6 separate regions of the Mus musculus genome follow, and regions 1, 2, 3, 4 and 5 are each linked to region 6. The links are chromatin contacts, called in public HiCAR-type and promoter capture Hi-C maps. All regions are on one chromosome and are shown on one strand. The core of a region is the stretch at or near the end of the contact, and the rest is flanking DNA. Distances in the headings are between cores, read along the strand shown. Region 1 holds the start of Dbr1 (debranching RNA lariats 1). Region 2 holds the start of Dipk2a (divergent protein kinase domain 2A). Region 3 holds the start of Dzip1l (DAZ interacting protein 1-like). Region 4 holds the start of Pik3cb (phosphatidylinositol-4,5-bisphosphate 3-kinase catalytic subunit beta). Region 5 holds the start of Mras (muscle and microspikes RAS). Region 6 holds the start of Slc25a36 (solute carrier family 25, member 36).

Region 1 (3,491 bases), core at 379-2,878, 2.5 Mb after region 6:
TCTTTTTTCTTTCTTGGTTTTATGGGACAGGGCTTCTCCATGCATCAGTCCCAGCTGTCAAATTTTTTTGTTTGTTTTGTTTTTCGAGACAGGATTTCTCTGTGTAGCCCTGGCTGTCCTGGAACTCACTTTGTAGACCAGGCTGGCCTCAAACTCCCGAGTAATGGGATTAAAGGCGAGCACCACCACGCCCGGCTAGCCCCAGCTGTCTTAATTCACTTTATAGACCATGCTGACCACACTGGCCAGGGATCTGCTTGCTTATTTCTGGAATACAAGGATTAAAGGCAGAGCCACCATCCCCTCCCTCCCCCTGCCACGCCCCCAGCCTAGATTGTATTTAACTGATTAAATTTTTCAGTTGTTTAAATGTATACTTCTCTGTTGAGAGGCCAAATCTTGTAAGTTCAGACTCCATTTTAGAGAACCTGGCCAAAGTTTGAACTCAGACAAACTAACCAACATAACACTAGTTTCCAAGTTACCCCTCAACAAGACCAGCGTCCCCAGGTTATTACCCCAACATATCTGCACCCCCAGGTTACGAGGCCACCCCCTGCCTAACGACCACTAATGCAGAGGGAAGCAGAAATTAAGTTTATGATATGACTCCCAGCACCAGCCAATTGTGTTAAAGGCCATGGTAGCTCTCGAATTAGATGCTTAACTACCACCACTACCACATCCCACCCTCTGCTTGTAGCTTTCTATAAAGTCTTGTCCCCACTGACATTCGGGGTACACCAAAAACTGTGCTGTGTGTTGGTGGCGAGCCACAGCGAGCTGGGATAGAATAAAGACCGTGCTATGAGTTACATCAGATGGGCTCCTGCCTGGTTTTGGGGGATCGCTAACACTTTCGTGGCGCTACAACTGTATGCCCTTGATTAGATTTCCTTTACTGGCTTTCTTCTTTGCCATTCATTCTTCCTTGATTAGTCGCCACCTTTTCTCTCCAGAAGTTTTCGAGATATTTAACCTTTCATTCATCTTGCGTTACAGTTAGGCAAACAATTTGGTAGGAAAATACCCATTCCCCTTAGTCAAAAATAATTTTAGAAATTCCCCCCGGGAGGGTTGGTGTATAGTTTTAAAATAATCAGTAAGCTTCAACGTTGCATTTAAATTTTAATGTCATCATTAAAACCTCTTTTTACTTTCTAATTCATTTTTAAGGCAATCATCGTTGCCAGGGAGAGATTTGCTCTAGGGAATTAATTGCTCAATCGCTCCTGCTCACTTGCTTACCTTGATTTTTTTTTTTTGGTTTTTCGAGACAGAGTTTCTCTGTAGCCTTGGCTGTCCTGGAACTCACTTTGTAGACCAGGAAGGCCTCGAACTCAGAAATCCGCCTGCCTCTGCCTCCCAAGTGCTGGGATTAAAGGCGTGCGCCACCACGCCCGGCTGCTTACCTTGATTTTACTAAATTCAATCCCTATTCTTGGAGATTTTATTTCTTTTTCTAGTTTTAAACAATGTAACCCACTAGATTGCTAGCACGCAAGGGATCACGAAGACAGACAGGGTCTCCATTAAACAAGTTCAAAGTTTCCCCCCTCCGGCTTGACCGGGCCCTTCCCGTTCCCTCTCTCGCGAGACTTGGAAGCCGGAAGTTACATAAAGGACTCGAAACTCAGCCGCGGCTCGGTTGGTGTTGGCGGGAGCCGGGTGGGCCGGCTGCCTGGTGTTCTTTGCTGTGCGACCCGGGCTGCAGGTGCTCCGGGGTGTTGCTGTTGAGTTCCGCGGCCCAACGTCACGATGAGGGTGGCCGTGGCCGGCTGCTGCCACGGCGAGCTGGACAAGATCTACGAGACTCTGGCGCTGGCGGAGCGGCGCGGCTCGGGACCCGTGGATCTCCTTCTGTGCTGCGGCGACTTCCAGGCGGTGCGCAACGAGGCCGACCTGCGCTGCATGGCCGTGCCGCCCAAGTACCGTCACATGCAGACCTTCTACAGGTGAGGGGCGCGCGGCCGGTCCTCGCGTGGGGTTCCAGGTCCTGCTGCCGCAGATCGCGATGTCTGTTGGACCCGGAGCTTAGGAAATGGCCCTGGCCTCCTCCTCTCTGTACACACCTGGCTCTTCTTCCCAGGGACCCGGGGTGACACCAGCAGGTTTAGATACTTTGGATTTGCTAGAACACGATGGTTAGTTGATTTAATGATCTGGTTTTCCCGTGACCTGCTGTGTGCTAGTCTGGGTTCTAGAAGCCCAGACTTGCACTTCACAAAGTTCTTGATCTCAATGAATGTGTGCTCGACACTCAAGATTTAATTTATTCTTAAGGGCAGGGATGGGAAGATAGTGGGGACCGTTTGATCGTTTTTGAGCTCGGCCTTTTCCTTCTGACCTCTTGCTTTTTTGTGTTTAGTTTGGTTCCTGACAGCTTTATTACCGTTATGTTGTAGATATTACTCTGGAGAGAAAAAGGCCCCGGTTCTCACCATCTTCATTGGAGGAAACCATGAAGCCTCAAACCATTTGCAAGAGTTACCCTATGGTGGCTGGGTAGCGCCGAATATTTATTATTTAGGTATGTGTTTATGTGCACTTTTTTTGGTCTTGTCAGAATCTGTACCAGCTGGGCAGCTTCTAGAAGACATGTGGTGAATGCCATTAACTTAAATAATCATGAGAATTGAGTTAAAATAGTTATTAAATGGCCAGTCATGAACATACATCCATTTTCTTCTAGAGGTTTAAATAATAGCTAATATGATGACAAGTTTTTTTTTTTGTAGTCTCTTTGCTTTTTTCTTATTGCATTAAACTTTATAATGGAAAATGCTAAACATACATAAAAATACCGAGTAGTTTAATAAATTTCTTTACTTGTTAACCTCAACTCCTATTACTTTGTTCTACTCCCATATTTAAATATCCAGTATTGTTTAAACTTTTCCTGAGGGAGATGGCTGGGATGCCTTAAAGCAAATCCTAACCACTGGGTTATTTCATTTGTGGATTTTTAAGTACATGACTCCCCCTACCCCAAGATGTATTTATTTATCTACCGTGTATACAGTGTTCTGAGTGCATATGTGCCTACAGAGCACCAGATCCCATTATAGATGGTTAGAAGCCACCATGTGGTGCTGGGAATTGAACTCGGGACCTGTGGAAAAGCATCCAGTGCTCTGAGCCATCTCTCCAGCCCCTAAGTACATGACTTTCGAGTGATAGATTTTTTTTAGACACACGTAGTTCTGGTGCCATTTTATACCTAACTATAGTGAGTTAGTCCTTCTCTCGTGCCTTGTCCATACGCATTTCTCTGCATGTCTCAGTTACCGGATCTACAAATGACTTGCTCAGGTAGGATCCAAATATTTGGTGTTCAGGGCTCTGCCTCTTAGACTCTTTATCCTTCCTTCCCTTGTTTCTGTTTTCTGTTTCCTCTATGGTTTGTGTGTTGTAGGCAGTGAGGTTGATTGCCCTGTAGCATTTCCTGGGCTCTGGATTTAGCTGACTGGATTTACTATGATATCACTTGA
Region 2 (3,129 bases), core at 207-2,706, 2.6 Mb before region 6:
CGTTTATTTTCGAAATGAAGTCAAGAAAAAGCAAATAAGTCAGTTGGGCTAGAGGCCAAAACCCTTTTCCTTAGATCCTAGCTCCAACCTAAAAAAAAAAAAAAAAAACACTTTAATTCCTTCCTTAACCGGATTACCATATGACTAGGGCAGGCCACAGCATCAGGATGCAAAAGTCCGTCTTGGCCTTTAGCCTTCCCAGCCCAAATCTAACTCTTTCCCCCATTTCCTAGCTTCTAATTCCACGCAAAGCACGAGTCACGAATTAGCTCCCTTCACTTTACCACCACCCCACTCTCTGATCTCATCTTTCCCACCTGGTCCCAGAACTAGCTGATTGACTAACAGGGAGATGATCTAAGAAATAAAACAAAGACAGACTCGGGGAAGTTAGGCTAGCCAGGCGGGACAGCAAAGGACGTGTGCCCAGGGTGCCCAAGTCCTCGGAAAGAGGTACAAGGGCTCGCTATCGCACTGACACTGGCATCCAGACTGGGACGAGCGGGAGGGCGGAAGGAAACTCGCGAAGAGGCATTTTGGGAGAGTTGGGGACGCACTCCCTCTGGCGTCGAAGAGCCCCGCGCCCGCGCCTACCTGTAGCACCAGCGGCTCGGGGTTGAAGGCCAGGGTGAGCAGCAGCTGCATGCGCTCGGAGTCCTTGAGGTTACGCAGCAGGAAACTGCCCGAGTCCTTGGTCTCCGCGTAGCGGCGCACCAGGCGGTCCAGCAGGCGCTGCGAGGGGCAGTGCACCAGGTCCGACCAACCCTCCACCGCCTCCGGCGTGAGCAGCCGCACGTCGCCGTTGAGACGCGCGAACTCGGTGCGGGGCATGGCCTGGAGCAGGTCGCAGCGCGGCCGGCCGGTGGCCCGCTTGCAGATGCTCTGGTCGAGCTGCGCCAGCTCGCGCTGCGAACCCAGGCGCTTGAGCACCACGCGCCGGCGGCCGCCCTCGCGGGGCTCGCCGTACTGCGCGAAGTACACGTTCTTCACGTTGAGGAAGTCCAGCAGGCGCAGGCGGCCCCACGTCTCGAAGCCCACCTGGCCGTTGAGGAAACGGCGGCACCAGCTCGTGCCGAAGCACGCCGGGCACTTATTGAGCTGCAGGAAGCGCCGGTCGGCGAGCTCGTTGCGCTGCCAGGAGGCGAGCAGCGACGGCGAGTGCAGCAGCATCAGCACCAACAGGCTGCCGAGCGCCGCCAGCTTCAGTGCACGGGACAGGCGGCCCAGCTTCAGGGGCACCAGGCGCCACATCCCGCCCGCGCGCGGCAGCGGCCGGGGCCGGGGCGGGCGAGCGCACCCCGCCGGGCCGCCCCACGGCGCCGAGGCCCGCGGCGCAGACGGAGGGCGGCAGCGAAGGAACCCGAGGACGGGCTGCGCCGGCCGAGCGCGGCGACTTCCCGATCGGCTGTCTCCACAACTCCCGGTGCCCTCCTCCGAGCTCCCCGCCCTCCGACTCCGCGGGCGCCGCCTCCTTGCCCGCCAAGTTATAGAGGCGCGGGGAGGGGGGGGGGGAGGAGGGAGCGCGGGAGCCGCGGTCGCGCGCACGCGCACTCCCGCCCGGGACGCTTGAGCTGCGCCTTGCTGGGTCCCGGGCGAGCAGCGCGCGCGGGGGCGAGTGAGGAGTCCCGGACGCCTCACACTCGAGAAGCTACGGTGCGAGGAGGGGAGGAGAGGATGCGGCGGGGCCCCCACGCGCGGGCACGCCCGAGAGCGAGGGGCGGGGCCGGGGGCGGGGCGAGCGCGCCCCCGGGAAGCGTCAGCGCGAGCTCGCGGGGAGGCGGTGGAGAGGGTGGGTGGAGGGCGCGCCCGGGAGGGCGGAGCTCGCCAGCTCCGCCACCGGAGACCTTCAGTAACGGCTACTCTGGGGTGACTGTCGGGCTACACAGGCGCCCCGGAGGCCTTTGTGGGAAGGTCATTGGAAGGGAGAGGGCGGAGGCAAGCGGGAGCAGAGAGGCCCATCCTGGGAGCGGGAGGAGGTGGGGCCGAAGCCTGGGGGCGGGGCTGGAGTGGGGCCGGGCCAGGTCCTGGGGGCGGGGCCTGGCCGCCCGCTCCGGGCCTTATATGGTGTGGCGCGCGCTTGTTCTTTTGACTGGCGGGACCTCTGGGTCGCGCGCTTTGTGCCGCCGTAGGGCCTGCGGGCAGACAGTGGGCCAGCGGTTAGGGACCGGAATGCCGCTGCAGGGCTGGCGATGTATCTGCGGAGGCTGAGTTACGGTTTCGCTGAGTGAGCACTGGCGGGATGAGGTCCTTCCTCACCGGCGCCGCCCGCCGGGTCCCCGAGGAGCCCGGTTCCCCCATGCTTCACAGGCTGGGCCCAGGCCTGCCTTGCGGCCAGGACGCGTTGCTGTGGCGATGACCCCAGGGAGCCAGGCCGTCAGGTGCCGCACCTGTGCGGTCTAACCAGCTCCTAACAGCAGACTGCGGAAATAACCTGGCCTAACGCGCGTGGGGTTAAGTTTTAGAAGGTCTGGGATCTTCAGCAGTAACTTCAAAATATGTTCTATTAGAATACTTTTTTTTTCTTTAACTTTTAGCACTCCTGTGATTGTTGGTCGAGTGGATAGCTAGCTAATTCCTGGTCGCTGTTAAATATACTTTTACTGCGCTGATTTTTAGAGGTCAAACAGGAAAATCATAGTAAGTAGTAACGGGTATGCAAAGAGTAACTACTGAGACAGTGAGACTTATCTATACAAGATCGTGAATCACTTTCCCGAATTTTCTGTATTTGATTGTAGCATGAGGACTCGCTTCTGGAAGAATACGGGTAAGGTCAACGTTTTGTGTTTGGTGATGTAGGAGTTCAGTCTTTGGAAGAAATTTTCAACGTGGTGGTGATTTTTACAGGCTACTACAGAATACAAATTTTAAGATGTTAGCCTTCAAAGGCTTATGCAAAATGGCTGAGAAATTTGGCTGATAGAAAAAGAGCATCCCATGTTTCCTTTGGCAGAAATTTGATTTAACTTGCTCATCAAGCATCCCCCAAATCCATACAATAAGGTTATGTAAGCAAAGGCTCAAATGAAGTTTCCTCTGGAGTGTCTGGAGCGACTGGAGACTAGAACTGCATGGTTCATTTGTGCTGCTGAGGCAGAGTTGTAAACGAAGCGAATAATTACTAACCTG
Region 3 (3,583 bases), core at 1,047-3,546, 2.5 Mb after region 6:
CATTATACATCTACATTGTCATGTATCTGTCCCTACTGTCATCTCTGAAAGCGTCTCACTATTCTTTCCCACCTGAAACTTCTCACTCATCAAGAGTCACCTTAGCGCCCCACCCCCACCCCCCATTGCTATGGCTTCTAGTAACCACTCTCCAACATTTGTCTCCATGAACTTGACTCTTTGTGGTTAAGCCCTGTAAGTGGAATCACATGTCCTTTTCCTTTTATGAGTAGCTTCTTTTACTTTGTATATCTGTTAGCTTTCTATGAAAGAATCTCCTGACTTCTTTCCTGAAGCAGGAGCTGGGATCTCACTCTCACTCTCAAGGTCTCTACCTAATAACTGAAGTCTCCCTACTAGGCCTCGTCTCTTAAAGGTCACACCAAACTCCCATAGCTCCATACTGGGGACCAAGACTTTACCACATGGACATTTGGGGACTCCTAACCAAACAATGTTAAGGATGGGGACTCCAGGAAGTGATGCAGTTATGAGAGTAGAGCCCTCCCAGCTGGATTCAGTGCCCTTACAGAAGAGTCTTTTGAGAGCTACTAGATCCTTCTACCATGTTGATTAGAAATAGAGCTCTAGGCTGAGGAGATAAAGGGCTGCCATATTGGATGCTGTGGCCTCAGCAGATGACAGTTATTCAGTGCTTGTGATTTCTCATCAAAACAAACAAACAAACAAACAAACAAACACCAAACCTTCACTCCAGGAAGTGATGCAGTTATGAGAGTAGAGCCCTCCCAGCTGGATTCAGTGCCCTTACATAAGAGTCTTTTGAGAGCTACTAGATCCTTCTACAATGTTGATCAGGAAATAGGTGCTCAGCAGATGGGATCTGCTGATGCCTTGATCTTAGACTTCCTAGCTTCCAAGAGCAGAGCGAAGGGGTTTCTGTTTAGTCTGTAGTATTGTATCACAGTAGTCTAAATGGACTAAGACAAATCTGGTCCATGTAATAACACATGCCAGTATTTCCTTCCTCATTAAGGGTGAATGATATTCCATTGTATGTGTAAGCCACGTGTTCTTAGCCAATCAGCTGCCCATGGGCGCTTGGATTACTTCCACATTTTGGCTGTTGTAAATAATGTTATTATTTTATTGTACATTGTGTGTGTGTGCGCGCACGCACATATCTGTATATACAGATGTCAGAGGACAAGTTTCAGGAGTTGTTTCCTTCCACGGTGTGGGTTACAGGAATCCAATCCAGGATATCCGACTTGATGACAAAGCCCTTTACCTGCTGAGCCATTTTGACAGCTCATTAAATACAAGTGTCCAAGAGTTTGTTTGGGGTCTTGCTTTAAGCTTCTTTGGATATAGATCTAGACATGTGCCTTATTTATTATTCTGTTGCTGAGAAGAGACCCCATGACCAAGGTAACTCTTATGAAAAAGAAAAGTACTTAACTGGAGGCTTGCTTACAGTATCAGAGGCTTAGTCCATTTATCATAATTGCAGGGAGTATGGTAGCAGGCAGGCCTGGTGTTGGAGAAATAGTTAAGAGTTACATCCTGACCCACCTGACCCGTAAGGGTGGGCGAAGACTGGGTCTGACATGGGCGTTTTGAAACCTCAAAGCCCACCTCCAGTGTCACACTTTCTCCAACAAGGCTATACCTCCTAATCCTTGTAATATTTTCAAATAGTGCTGAATCATGGCAAACCATTTTGTTTCCCACAGTGGCAGTACCATTTTGAATTCCCATCAATAACGCACAGAAATTTGAGTTTCTCCCCACCCTTGGCAACGTTTATTCCTAGGGCTTTTGTCCTTGCTGTCCCCAAGATGCAGAGCTTGGCATTTTGAAGCTGTGTTGAGAGAAAGGCCCTAAGATACAACAAACCCTCCCAGAACTTAAAGTCACGAGATGAGAGTCCCAACGAGAGGGGGCAGGGATCTATAATCAGGAGAGAAAATATAATACCCCCAACTCCTGCCGGAGCTTTCTGGGCAACGTTAATGGATAAGGGATCTGAAAGGTGATTGCCATCTGATCAAATTGGAGCACACCTATGGGTCTCCTAATGTGGCTCAGGTCAAATTCCTTTAATTTTGCGGGCTTGCCAACAGTCGCTGCATCCTGCCATGTGAAGTGAAGGGATGGTGACAGAGTCTGTCCTGCCGCTCATCAAGGCCTGGGAACTTGGATGCTGGATTTCCTTAACGAATTCAAAGCAGCACTCCCTCCTTCCCCCCAACCCCCCTCCCTTGCAACTCTAAAAATAGCTGTTCCCGGGCTCTGGGGAGAGGCTCCGCCTCTGCTGTGGGTGGATGGGCTGGGGGTAGGGGTTGGGGTGGGAAGCACCGCAGACCCCAGGCCTGAGCTACTGGCGGGGAGAGACGCGTAGGGTCCGCGCGGCTGGCAGCATCCTCGGGCTGCACTGTAGGAGATGGAGTGAGTCTGGACTTGCGGATGGGGTGAGTCGGGACGTGGGAACCTCTAAGACCTCCAGTCGCCGGCCCTTGTTCCGGGTGACCCCCAGACTGCCACAGGCCTCCCAGGAAAACTATGTCTGGAATCCAGCGGGGAGCCGCCGGAGGGAGCGCGGTTCCAGGCGGAGCTACTTGGCCGCTGCGCGCGCAGGTTAAACATTAGTGGCTGCGGTAGCCAAGCGAGGAAAGGAGCTGCGTGGTCGAGGGTGCTTCACGACGTCCCGCTCCCTGTGCCTCCATCCCTTTATCCCAGCGGCTTCGGATTGTGCAGGACTGAGGTACCCTGCGGGGGGGAAGAGCTCGCATGCCAGGAGACACGGAGGCGCGGAATGGGGGATGTCTGACACCCAACCCTCGGCGTTTTCAGGAGTGTGGTCTTGGGAAATGCAGTTTTTGAAAACAGTAAAGCGATCTAAGGGACTGCAGATCCGAGTTCTGTGGGAAGTGGGGTTCGGTTACTAACGAGATGATTTTTAAATAAAGATTGGCGTGTCTAGGTTCCTCCGCTTCCGGTCCCGGGCTGAAGTTTAACGGGAGCACAGACTTAGGGGTGGATGAGAGTAGAAGTCCACAGGGCAAGTGTGTACCAGGCAGGATCAGAGGACAGGGCCTGGTAGAATTGCCTTCACAACGGTCCTGAAGGGCCCAGGGCCGGTGCTGTCCTGGCCATGTCTCCAGGAATTGGTTTCTAACAGGATTAGGCCTAGGGAGTGTGAGATGTTCCAACCCTGCTCTCCCATCTGTCTGTAAGTGTTCAGCAAGATGGTCACTTCCTTCCCCAAGGTGTGGTCTGGCAGGGGAAAACTACCCTGCTCAGAGAAGGTTGTCTGTCTGTCTGCTTGCTCCCTCCTGTGGAAATGGTTTTAGATCATTAAAGTACAGAACCTTCCTAATGCTGCAGGCCTTTAATACAGTTCCTCATGTTATAGTGATTCCCCCAGCCATAAAGTTATTTCATTCTGCTTCATAACTGTAATGTCGTTACGGTTATGAATTGTTAATGTAAATATCGGACATGAAAAATACCTGAGATTCCTCGGGGGTCGCGACCCACAGGTTGAGAACCACTGTTTTAGCTGCATGCCTTAAATTGAGAACAGAAATCTTGTGCATTTGGGAGCTGAACTTCTTTT
Region 4 (3,194 bases), core at 641-3,140, 2.0 Mb after region 6:
TGTAAAAACACCCTGAAGGTGGAATGTCCTAGTCAGTGTGTGAATCACGAGGGTAAACTAAAGATGCTTCTTAAATCCTTTTGGCTTTAGTGACTACAATTTCAATTTTACCATTTCAGATTTTTGGTCTTCCAAAACTTGGGCAATAGCCTAATCCAAGCCACCCTGATCTTTCACACATTATATAGTCTTTCTACACAGTTCTGTCTTCTGCTTTCTTTTTTAAAAATCTGTGTGTGTGTGTGTTGTGTGTTCCTCAGATGCCACACATCTTATTTTTTTAGGTAGAGTCTCTCATTGGCCTAGGGTGCCATGATTCTGCTAAGCTAGCAGGTCTACCAGCAAACTCCTGGAATCTACTTGTGTGCCCCTCCCCAGCAATGGGACTACAAGTGGATGCCACCCTAACTTTTAACATCTATTCTGGATATGCCGAGTTCTGTAATCCAAAGACAAGGGAGAAAGAGGCATGAATCAAAGCCAGCCTAGTCTATAGAGTGAGTTCCAGACCACTGAGGACTAACACCGCAAAGTTCTGTCTCAAAAGATCCATAACACCGCAAGGTTCTGTCTCAAAAGATCCAAAACAAAATAAAACAAAACAAAACAAAAAAACTTACAAAGCAGTACCAAGACCCGCAAGTGATAATGAACTCCTGGAAACTCAGACTCCTTGGAGATTTCATTACGACTGGTATTCCCAAACATCCATTCAGCACTTCAGAATAAATACTCATCTAATTTAATTATGATGACTTCACCAGACAGTAAGTAACACTGCCCACAACGATGTTTACAAAAGCACTTGTCACTCCCTTCGGATGTAGCAATGCAGGAAAAAAGGAGTATGTTTCCATACTCTTCCTGTGTTTATACTCTGTAACAAGTGACAATTTAAGTGTCACTTCAGATGGGTTAAATACCAAAGTAAGTCAGGTAACATGTCCCACCACCATCTTCCACGTTGTGTAAACTCTGATTCTGATAGGATTCTTAGCACTAATTCACTCCGTACCCAAGACAGGTTTCCAAGTCAGCCTTTCCAAGAGAGAAACTACAGAATTCTAGGAAGAGACTACAGAATCCTACTCTGGCCGCTGTAAGATAACAGGCTCCTTCGTTAAGCAACTCGAGTTGAGCTTATTGCAACACTAGAGCGGTTCGGAAATAAATTTGCCCCCAATACCAACCTCTAGGAAGGAACAAGCCAGAGCCAGCAAGGATGCTGCAGTGAGCGACTCCCAAAAGCTCCCGTCCACCGAGCACTTACAGCGAGGTTAGCACGGCCTCCCGCAATCCCGGGAGGTGAGTATTCACAGTTCCCGCTTCACGTCTCCTCGGGGTATTTCAGCCAAGGCCGCGCGGGACGGGTTAGCCGCAGCACCGGGACTCTGACCGGTCTGAAACCGGAGAGCCCGGAATCGTGCGGTGAACGCTGCGCCGAAACACCTGAGGGTCCGCAGCCGCCGGGCGTCCGCACCGACACCGGCTGGGCCGTGCCGCGCCCGCTCTCTCTGTGGTCGCCCACCGGGCGCCCTCCGCTGCTCGGTGTCCGCCGCCCGAGGCCTGGGCGCCGCGTACCTCGGAGCCCGCGCTCCCGCGGCCGAGCCCGGCAGGAAGCGCCCGCCCGAGCCGCCAGCGCCGCAGCCCGCGCCGCCTCCCGCGCTCACCTGCCCCGCGCGCCGCCACCGGCTCCCGATCCCGCAGCGCCGTCAGCAGCTCCCGCAGCCGTGCCCGCCTGGCTCCGACACCCGCATGCCCCGCTCCCAGTCTCTTGCTGCCTTCGGGGCTCAGCGCGACACCCGCCCACCGCCCACGACCATGGCCGGCTCCGTCGCAGCCGCTGCACCGCCCGACGGAGCACGCGCGCGCCACCGCCGTGCCCGCGCCTGCGCGAGCGCGCGCGCGAGCCTCCCGGGCTCTCCTCCCCGCTGCCCGGCCCCGCCCACCCTCTAGGGCCAATCCCCCGACGCCCGCCTCCAGGCAGCCCCGCCCACTCACCGCGCAAGCCCCGCCCCTCGAGGGGAGGCAGCACCAGCCTCGCCCTGTGCGGCTGTCGGTGCCGCGTTCCTACTGCGCTGCCGGCGCGCTGGGGTTGGCTCGCAGAGCACTGCGGTGTCTGCAGCCCCCAGCTCGCCGCCTTCGGGAAAACCTGCACCTCCCGGTTCCGCTTCTCCGCAGACTCCCCTTTGTTCCCACGGCCCAGCTGGCCTTCCATTCCCTGCGATGTGAACGATCATTTAGATGTAAAGAGTCCAGCCTTTGAAACACTTCTGTGTTCGTCTCTGCACCACCGCAGCTGACGTTTGGCTGCCAAACCTTACACTTCGCCCAGCGCTTTTTTTTTTTTTTCTCGCCTCTGTCTCCCTGCTGTCGGGAAATTTCATGGCTCTTTAGTGAGACGCTTGAATTTCACTTACTGTCAGCCAAACCTTGGGCGCGGCGGATAGAGCTCAGCGGTAGGGCACTCACATAGCCTAAGAGGTCCTGCGTGGGATACTTGTAGTCTTTTTGTTTACATATAGTAAACCTACTGTAACCTAACGCCACTCTAACAATTCAAGCAAATACTTAAGTAGTCTAGGATAGAATCTACAAGTAGAAGGAAAATGAGACAAGGTGTCAAAACAATAGTTTGATTCTGCGGATGTAACTAAGTGATTTAAAAAAAAAAAAAAATCAAGCGTGGTGGCTAATGCCTATAAAGCTCTGCATTCAGGACCAGAAGGCAGGTGCATTGCCAGGCCAGCTAGGTTACTTCCTGAGTTGCAGACTAGGCAAAGCTGCATAGCAGGGACCCTGTCTCAAAAAAAAAACAAAAACAAAAACAAAAAACAGAGGTTAACCTATTTCACCATGCTTGTACAAGTTTGGGGTTTCTACAAGTAATTTTATGTGGAGCTTTTGAGGCTTCAGCCCATTGCCAGTGGGACATTAAATGCTTAACCCAACTGTGAAGCCCAGGTCTTTTCAGATGTCTAATGAATAGAATTCCCCTTAATATTTAGCGAGCTCACAGCCAGAAATGTCAGTAAAGGACCTTCACACGTTGATCCTCGACCCTTGTACCAAGCTTCTTCCTTCCCCTCCACCACAAGGTCAGTCTCATGTCCACCACAGAAGCAAAAGTATCTTGCACTAGACTAGCAATGGCTTTCTGACCAAGCAGAAAGGGTTGGTGACACAAGCCAGGC
Region 5 (3,155 bases), core at 344-2,843, 2.3 Mb after region 6:
GAAACGCAGTCGGCGAGGCTAACTGCCTGCAGGGTACTATGAGCACACACACACACACACACACACACACACACACACACACACACACACATCCCCGAAGAAACACCACGGCCTGAAACATTTTCAGCCCCAGTCAGCAGGGACATGCAATTTACAGGAAATAAGAAGGTTTACGGAATGTTAGCAGCTCAGATTTCTTCTCTGGGAAAAGGGGCAGGAGAAAGTCTACGAACTGCTTCAGTGAAAGTGCTTTGTTCACAGCTGAGCCCTTACATGCGTCAGTTGTTAATATACATAGCTGCCACCCCACACTTCAACCCACCACTGCAGGACGTGCGGACTGGTACACTAGGAATGTACAGTGCAGGCTGCACAAGCCTTAAACGTCAGCATCTTAGAGCCTCACTCACAACAGGCCAGAACAGACACGGGGTCAAAAGCACAGGCATAGGCACAGTCCTGGGTAGGTTAACGTCCCACTTCTCCCATCTTTCTGGAGGCGTCCTGTCTGAAGATAGGCAAATTCCCATCAAGTACCAGGGCTTTGTAAGCTTTGCTTTAAGCATTCTCCGCTCACTCCTCGGCCAGCCAGACCTCTGGAGGCCACAGTTTTGAGCGTCATCAGTCAGTCTCTATAATTTGGTCCAGAGAATCAAAAACACCATTGTAGCCCAAGAAGGTTCCCCACCATCAGGAGCTGCCCCAGCGCTCAGGTCAGAGTTCAGGTGACACGGTCTTTGTCCTATTCTCCAGACTGCACTCCGTCCCCAAGGCACCTCAGCTTTGCAGGGGGTTCTACCGTAATGTCAAGGGCCCACTCTGCTCTTCTGAACAGTCGTCTCTCTGACCTAACCCTGGCGTAGGGGCACTTGAGCTCTCCCACTGACCACACTAGACTGTCATTCAGTTTGTGCCCTGCTTTCCAAGCAGAACAGGATTTGGCATGGAGCCTGACACATGATGGGCACCGGGCCGCATCAGTTTAACGAGCGCAGGCCCCAGTGGTGACCAGAGAGCCAGCCCAGCAACCCGAACCCAGGACGCAGTGAAGAGTTGTTTATGAAGAAAGCGGTTTTGTATTATCCACATGAATGTACCACCTCTCCGTAGATCTTTAACCTGATTTACGCCATTTTAAGCCAGGAGAGCCCCTACCCGACCCCGCCGCCCACCTCCCTGCCGAGTCCTTACCCGGGCAGCCGAGGAACCCCAGGATGACTACAATCAAAGGAGTCTGTCTAAGCGGCGGCTAGGCCCTTCCCACTTGGGTCGGAGTGGTGAGCGACTTCTCCGCTGCACACCGTTAAGCCAGAGCCGGTGGTAGGGGGCAGAGGCCACGCACAGCCGGAGCCCGCTGCCCGGGTGCAGCCGGGTGCAGCGCAGCGCAGCCCGGCGAACGCGGAACCGGCCACACCTCCAGCCCCGGAACGGAACAAAGCGCCCGGCGGCCTCCTCCCCTCAGGGTTGCCGGGCGGCTCGCCGCGCGCTCCCGCCGGGGCTGGGCTCCCGCCCTGGGCCACCGCCTCCTCGCTCGCACCGGGAGGAGGGAGCGCCGCGCCCGCCGGGCCCCGCGCCGCCGACTGACGGCTCCGCGCCAGCCAGCCCGGCCGCCGCCGTCCCCGCCCCGCTGACGCCTTAAAGCGACCGCGCACCCCGCGCCTCGGGAGCCTTCCGAGTGGCTGCGACGACCCCCAAACGGCACCACTGTGGGCATTGGGACAGCTGGCACCGGGCAAGGGTCCCCTCGCCTCCACTCACTCACCACACGGATCTGCAGTCTGTGAGCCGCCGATAAGCCTAGGACACCTAAGGGGAATTGGCCCCGGGCGGCTTTAAAAGAGCTGTAGGTTCAATCTTTAACTCTTCGGGCTGCCAACTTCGGGACCTGCGGACGCCTCCCCAGTCCTTAGAAGAGTCCCGTCGCTTCAACCACGTCCCGAGGACCCCAAGATTCCGAGGGCCTGCTGCTTGCTTTAGCTAGGTGCCAGATTCAGGCCTCAAAGTTCTTGAGAATTAGCCAGCGACCTGGATAGGAGGCGGCGGCGACGTTCGCACACCATTTAGCTCTTCCATTGGGTTGGAGTCATTCCCTACTCCCTATCCCCGGCTTTCCCTTTTACAAGACTTGAGATATGATCACATAACGCTGAGTATATGCTTTTAAAGGCGTACGTTTCAGTGGGGTTTTGGTATAACAAAGTTGTGCGACCATAGTTATTTATCTAATTCCAGAACATTCGGGTCACTACTCCTTTCCCCAATAAATTAAAAGAAAAAACCTCTGTGGGTAACCTCTCCCCATTCTTCCCCCCTCCCAGGCTCTGGAACCCTCTAATCTGCATTTCAGCCTCGGTGGATTTGCCTATTCAGAACATTCTATATAAATGGAGTCATACAACATGTGGTCTCTGTGACTGGCTTCTTCCACGGTGTGTGCAGACTGGATGCACGTGGTTCCGCGTAGCCACACCTCGGCCAGACTCATCTCCCACTGTGTGTATAGGAAGCATTTGTTTAGCCTTTCCTCAGTCGATGCTTACCTACTTTCCCCCTTTCTCTCGGTGTGAATAAAGTGCTAGTGTTAAAAGTCTTTATGTAAATACTGTGATTCCTCTTGGATACATACACCTCCAGCGGAATTGCCGGGTTGACTGGGGAACTCTTTCGGGGGCATATATCTGTTTCCAACGCAGCCATAGCATGTTACACTGGCACCACTCACGTGTGTGCGGGGACATAAGCATGCACCTGTGCATGCGTACAGTTGTGAGGACAGGACAACAGTGGGTGTTACCTTTCGGGTGCCTGTCACCATTTTGCTTTATTTTGATCTTTGGTTGGGGTGTGGTTGTTGTTGTTGTTTCTTTTGAGGAGTCTCATTGGCCTTGAACGGCTGAGTAGGTAGAGCTACAAGCCTAGGGGACCTCAACTTCTGCCTCCCTTCCCAGGTAGGGAGGCCAAGACTTTAGACACAGCCTTTGTTTCCATTCTTGTTCTTGCCAACACTTGTAATTGTGTGTCTTTCAGATAATTGCTTCCCTAGTTGGGAGTGAAGTGGCCTTTTGTTCTACATCTCAAAGCTTCTCTCTCTCTCTCTCTCTCTCTCTCTCTCTCTCTATCATTTTTGAGGACATTCTTTTGCAAATGAGCCTTGA
Region 6 (3,546 bases), core at 254-2,753:
AGAGGGAAAGAGAGATTAATAAAATGTTCTAAGGGACCAGGCAGTGGTGGCACACACCTTTAATCCCAGCACTTTGGAGGCAGAGACAGGCGGATTTCTGAGTTCGAGGCCAGCCTGGTCTACAGAGTCAGTTCCTGGACAGCCAGGGCTACACAGAGAAACCCTGTCTCGAAAAACAAAAACAAAACAACAGAAAAAAAAATGTTCTAAGGGCCCGAGGATGGAGCCCAGTGGCAGAGAACTTGACTAGCAGGTGCCAAGTACAGGTACTGCAGAAATTAAATTAGCCCTTTACTGGCAGGAAGCATTTTAGAAACACAAAAGGCAAACTGCTCCTCATAAAATTAGTAGTTGCTTTAATGGCAGAATAGTGGACCGTTCAAAATTGGTGAATCATAAATGTTGAATGAAATGTGTGACAACAATGTAAAGTACTGTCATATTGGCAACAGAATCTCCACACATTAACTCAAAGCAAACAACCATGCAAAGAATGCATACATATATGTATGTATCCCTTAAAGTGGCTGATCCAAGAATCAAACCACCAAACTTTAAAATACTACTTTATTCTGTTATATAGGTTAAAAAGTTAATTCACCATAGCGATTTTTTGTGACAACTTTATAGTCTTGCAGGTAAAAGTCTTAACGTTGCTCTATTATTTCTCTAAATAACTGGGAAGGAACATATCGAATGGAGGAACAAACTTGGCTCAGCAAAATGGCTGTAGCTGGGGGATCAGCAAACCAGACTTCGGGCTCCACACTAATCCTGTACACATATATAATGATTTCATTTAGTAGTCGCCTTCTCTCAAACCATCCATACCCCTTCTCCAAAGCAGGCAGTGCTGAAGGGTCGGGGGGGGGGGGGAGGGGGTTGCCTTCCCATCTCAAGAAAAGAAAAGAAAAGAAAAGAAAAGAAAAGAAAAGAAAAGAAAAGAAAAGAAAGAGAGATTGATTGATTTCAAAGTCACTGCCACTTTTGCACCATCTCCCGCAAACCGGGGCAGGCAAGGGAGAGAAAATTTTCCGAAGCTGGAAATAACCTCTGCGCACCGCGGGCGAGCACTGCAACGCCTTCCCCGCCGGCTACGACGCCGGCCAGCAGCAAAGGCGCAGCGGCGGCCGGAAACAAGGTCGCCCGCGAACGTGGGCAACGTGAGGCCCAGTCGTGCGGGACGGGGAGGCCGAGCCTGCTCCCATTTTGTCGCCATGGCCGAGCCTCCTCCGCGAGGTCCGGGTCCGTGTGCCTCCGCTGTCGCGCAGTACCGGACGAGCTAGGCCGCGACTCACGCCCTGCCCCCGCCCAGGCTCGGCGTGGCCTTCGCAGGCCCGTGGCCTCCAGCCCGCGCGCCCCAGCGACCTTACCCCCCGGCAAACAGATGCACCAGCGTGTCCCTCTGGCTCATTCTCTCTTCTGCATGTCCTCCGGGAGTAGAGGCGGGACGCGGACCCAGCAGGCCGCCACGGCCAGCGGCGAGGGCCAAGAAGGGGGACGCAAGGGAGTGGGCGGAGCCGCCGCTGCGGAAGGCCACCCGCGAACCCACCCCACGGGGTTCCTGCTCCAGCGAGCTCCGTCGGACTGCGCAGTGAGAGTCGTGAGGAGTCGGAGGTCCCTACATAAACAGAAGCTCCTATTGGCTTAGGCCGCGTGACGTCACGAGGTTCGCACGCCTCTTTCACGTGATCGCCCAGGGGGCTCTTCAATGAAGGGCCGTGGGGCAGGACGGGAATGCTTGCTGGTGCGTAGTGGGTCGGCTCGCACTCTCATCCGATGCGCTGATCAGCAGGTCGCTCAGCCCTCGCCACTTAACCTGCGCTGGCCGGCTCTTGACGATCTAGGATAAAACCCTAGCGGCCCAGGGCCACAGCAAGTTTTTGGGTTTAGAACTGAGCCTTTCTGTTTCCCCGTGTTTGCCTTGGAAATCACTTGTGCGAATATACTCGCTTGCACTCTCACAAACAGCACGGCATTAAACATGATCATTAAACATAAGCGTTAAATTGGGATCTGTTGTGGAGTGGCGAGATAAATCGGGTTTTTTTGGTTTTTTTTTTTTGTTTGTTTTTTGTTTTTTGGTCAGGAAAGAGATGCAAAATCTCACTTTGAGACCAACCCTGGCTGCTCTCTGGGGCTTGCCCTCCAACTCAGAGACCTGTGCAAGCCTTAGACTCCCAAGTGAAGGGATTAAAGGCGGTCCACACTCTGTGGAACATTCCTGAGATGGAATGCTGACGGAGAATTCCTGACAGGTCTAAGGTAGAGTCACATGAGGGAAAAGTGTTCAATAAAAGGCAAGTAGATTAAAATGTGAAGGTTTACTACAGGAATAAACCAGCTACTTATTTTACTAATCAACACATTTCTTACATGTATATGTTGGACTAGGGAAAGTTTTCTTTCTCTAGAAAATGGCCATTATTTCAATTTTTTGTTAACTGCTTATTTGCAAGGTACAGATGAATCGTCAAAATAAAATAAATAGATATCAATATGCTAATCACACAGAAGGAACAGAAATATATCTCATTATTTCTTTCTCTTCATCCCCCTCCCCCATAAAACTGCCCTTCCATTTGCAGGGGCCCCATCACCCTTTCCAGCCCACATGAAATTTTCCAGAGCCACTTACGGGCACAACTTGACAAAATTCTAACTGCTTTAGCTCTCTCCGTGTTGTCCGGCAACTAAATTCCTACAAAACGTACAGACTGCAAATGTCCATGCCACTGTAAAGGACTGAGTGTGTAAATTACTTAAAGCATTTCAGCAGTGCAGAGTGTTCCTTATCTGATTATTATTGTTGGGGGAGGGGCACTGCAACCAAAGTCCTTGGCCCAGGGCTTACCCAACTCACCCCCAGTACAGCCTGACTTCTGAGCTTTACTGTTGAAATGAGAACAGTCTATTAGAGCGGGAAAGGATGACAAAGGGGCAAAACTGGAAGAGCGGACACAAAGAGTGACGACAACCCTAGCCAAATGACAAAGATTTCCGCAAGACATCCAACGGGTATTTTCTTTATATGGCAGTTGTGTTGAGACACAACTCCCAGGACACATGTCTCTTTAAAATGTGTGGTTTAGCCGGGCAGTGGTAGCGCACAACTTTAATCCCAGCACTTGAGAGGCAGTGGCAGGTGGATTTCTGAGTTCGAGGCCAACCTGGTCTACAGAGGTAGACAGAAGGACAGCCAGGGCTACACAGAGAAACCCTGTCCCGAAAAAGTATATATATATATATATATATATATATATATATATATATATATATATATATATATATATATATATATATATATATATATATATGTGTGTGTGTGTGTGTGTGTGTGTGTGTGGTTTGGTGGGTTTTAGTATATTTTCCTGGTTGTGTAGCCCTCACCGACCTATTTCCCGACCGCTTCCTCACCCACAATGCAGCCACGTGTTTGTTAGGAGTCGCTCCCATTCGCCCCTCCTCTTCCCTAGAAACCACTGATCTAGTTTCTATCCCTCTGGTTTTGTCTATGCCGCACATTACTTATAAATAAATACATAT

The links. Promoter capture Hi-C pulls out the DNA fragments that hold promoters and counts their contacts. HiCAR-type assays count read pairs that join an accessible place to other places. Capture Hi-C pulls out chosen DNA fragments and counts their contacts.
Region 1: a contact with region 6 is called in a promoter capture Hi-C map of liver, with 3 times the contacts expected there. The contact joins the promoter of Dbr1 here to the promoter of Slc25a36 in region 6. A contact is called at or near these places in 4 of 39 promoter capture datasets (cranial neural crest, embryonic stem cells, erythroid cells and 1 more), 1 of 484 Hi-C or Micro-C datasets (CD4 T cells), 1 of 115 datasets of contacts at active chromatin or transcription factors (embryonic stem cells) and 1 of 9 other capture datasets (liver).
Region 2: a promoter capture Hi-C map of erythroid cells shows a contact between it and region 6, with 58 times the contacts expected there. The contact joins the promoter of Dipk2a here to the promoter of Slc25a36 in region 6. A contact is called at or near these places in 2 of 39 promoter capture datasets (erythroid cells and pre-B cells).
Region 3: a HiCAR-type map of astrocytes shows a contact between it and region 6, with 2.9 times the contacts expected there. The contact joins the promoter of Dzip1l here to the promoter of Slc25a36 in region 6. A contact is called at or near these places in 1 of 39 promoter capture datasets (cranial neural crest) and 1 of 115 datasets of contacts at active chromatin or transcription factors (astrocytes).
Region 4: a contact with region 6 is called in a HiCAR-type map of astrocytes, with 4 times the contacts expected there. The contact joins the promoter of Pik3cb here to the promoter of Slc25a36 in region 6. A contact is called at or near these places in 2 of 115 datasets of contacts at active chromatin or transcription factors (astrocytes and embryonic stem cells).
Region 5: a contact with region 6 is called in a HiCAR-type map of astrocytes, with 5 times the contacts expected there. The contact joins the promoter of Mras here to the promoter of Slc25a36 in region 6. A contact is called at or near these places in 1 of 39 promoter capture datasets (embryonic stem cells) and 3 of 115 datasets of contacts at active chromatin or transcription factors (astrocytes and embryonic stem cells).

What each region holds. Positions count from the first base shown.
Region 1 is chr9:99,574,171-99,577,661 of GRCm38.p6, forward strand. It overlaps Dbr1 (debranching RNA lariats 1), which reads left to right and starts at 1,629. Exons shown (of 8, transcript NM_031403.3): 1 at 1,629-1,955; 2 at 2,406-2,530. The coding sequence starts at 1,759.
Region 2 is chr9:94,536,625-94,539,753 of GRCm38.p6, forward strand. It overlaps Dipk2a (divergent protein kinase domain 2A), which reads right to left and starts at 1,457. Exons shown (of 3, transcript NM_001033145.2): 1 at 595-1,457. The coding sequence starts at 1,251.
Region 3 is chr9:99,627,235-99,630,817 of GRCm38.p6, forward strand. It overlaps Dzip1l (DAZ interacting protein 1-like), which reads left to right and starts at 2,297. Exons shown (of 16, transcript NM_028258.4): 1 at 2,297-2,435.
Region 4 is chr9:99,138,321-99,141,514 of GRCm38.p6, forward strand. It overlaps Pik3cb (phosphatidylinositol-4,5-bisphosphate 3-kinase catalytic subunit beta), which reads right to left and starts at 1,891. Exons shown (of 24, transcript NM_029094.3): 1 at 1,671-1,891. It also overlaps the pseudogene Gm2773.
Region 5 is chr9:99,435,119-99,438,273 of GRCm38.p6, forward strand. It overlaps Mras (muscle and microspikes RAS), which reads right to left and starts at 1,594. Exons shown (of 6, transcript NM_008624.3): 1 at 1,192-1,594.
Region 6 is chr9:97,109,538-97,113,083 of GRCm38.p6, forward strand. Slc25a36 (solute carrier family 25, member 36) reads right to left here and starts at 1,504. Exons shown (of 7, transcript NM_138756.4): 1 at 1,374-1,504. The coding sequence starts at 1,414.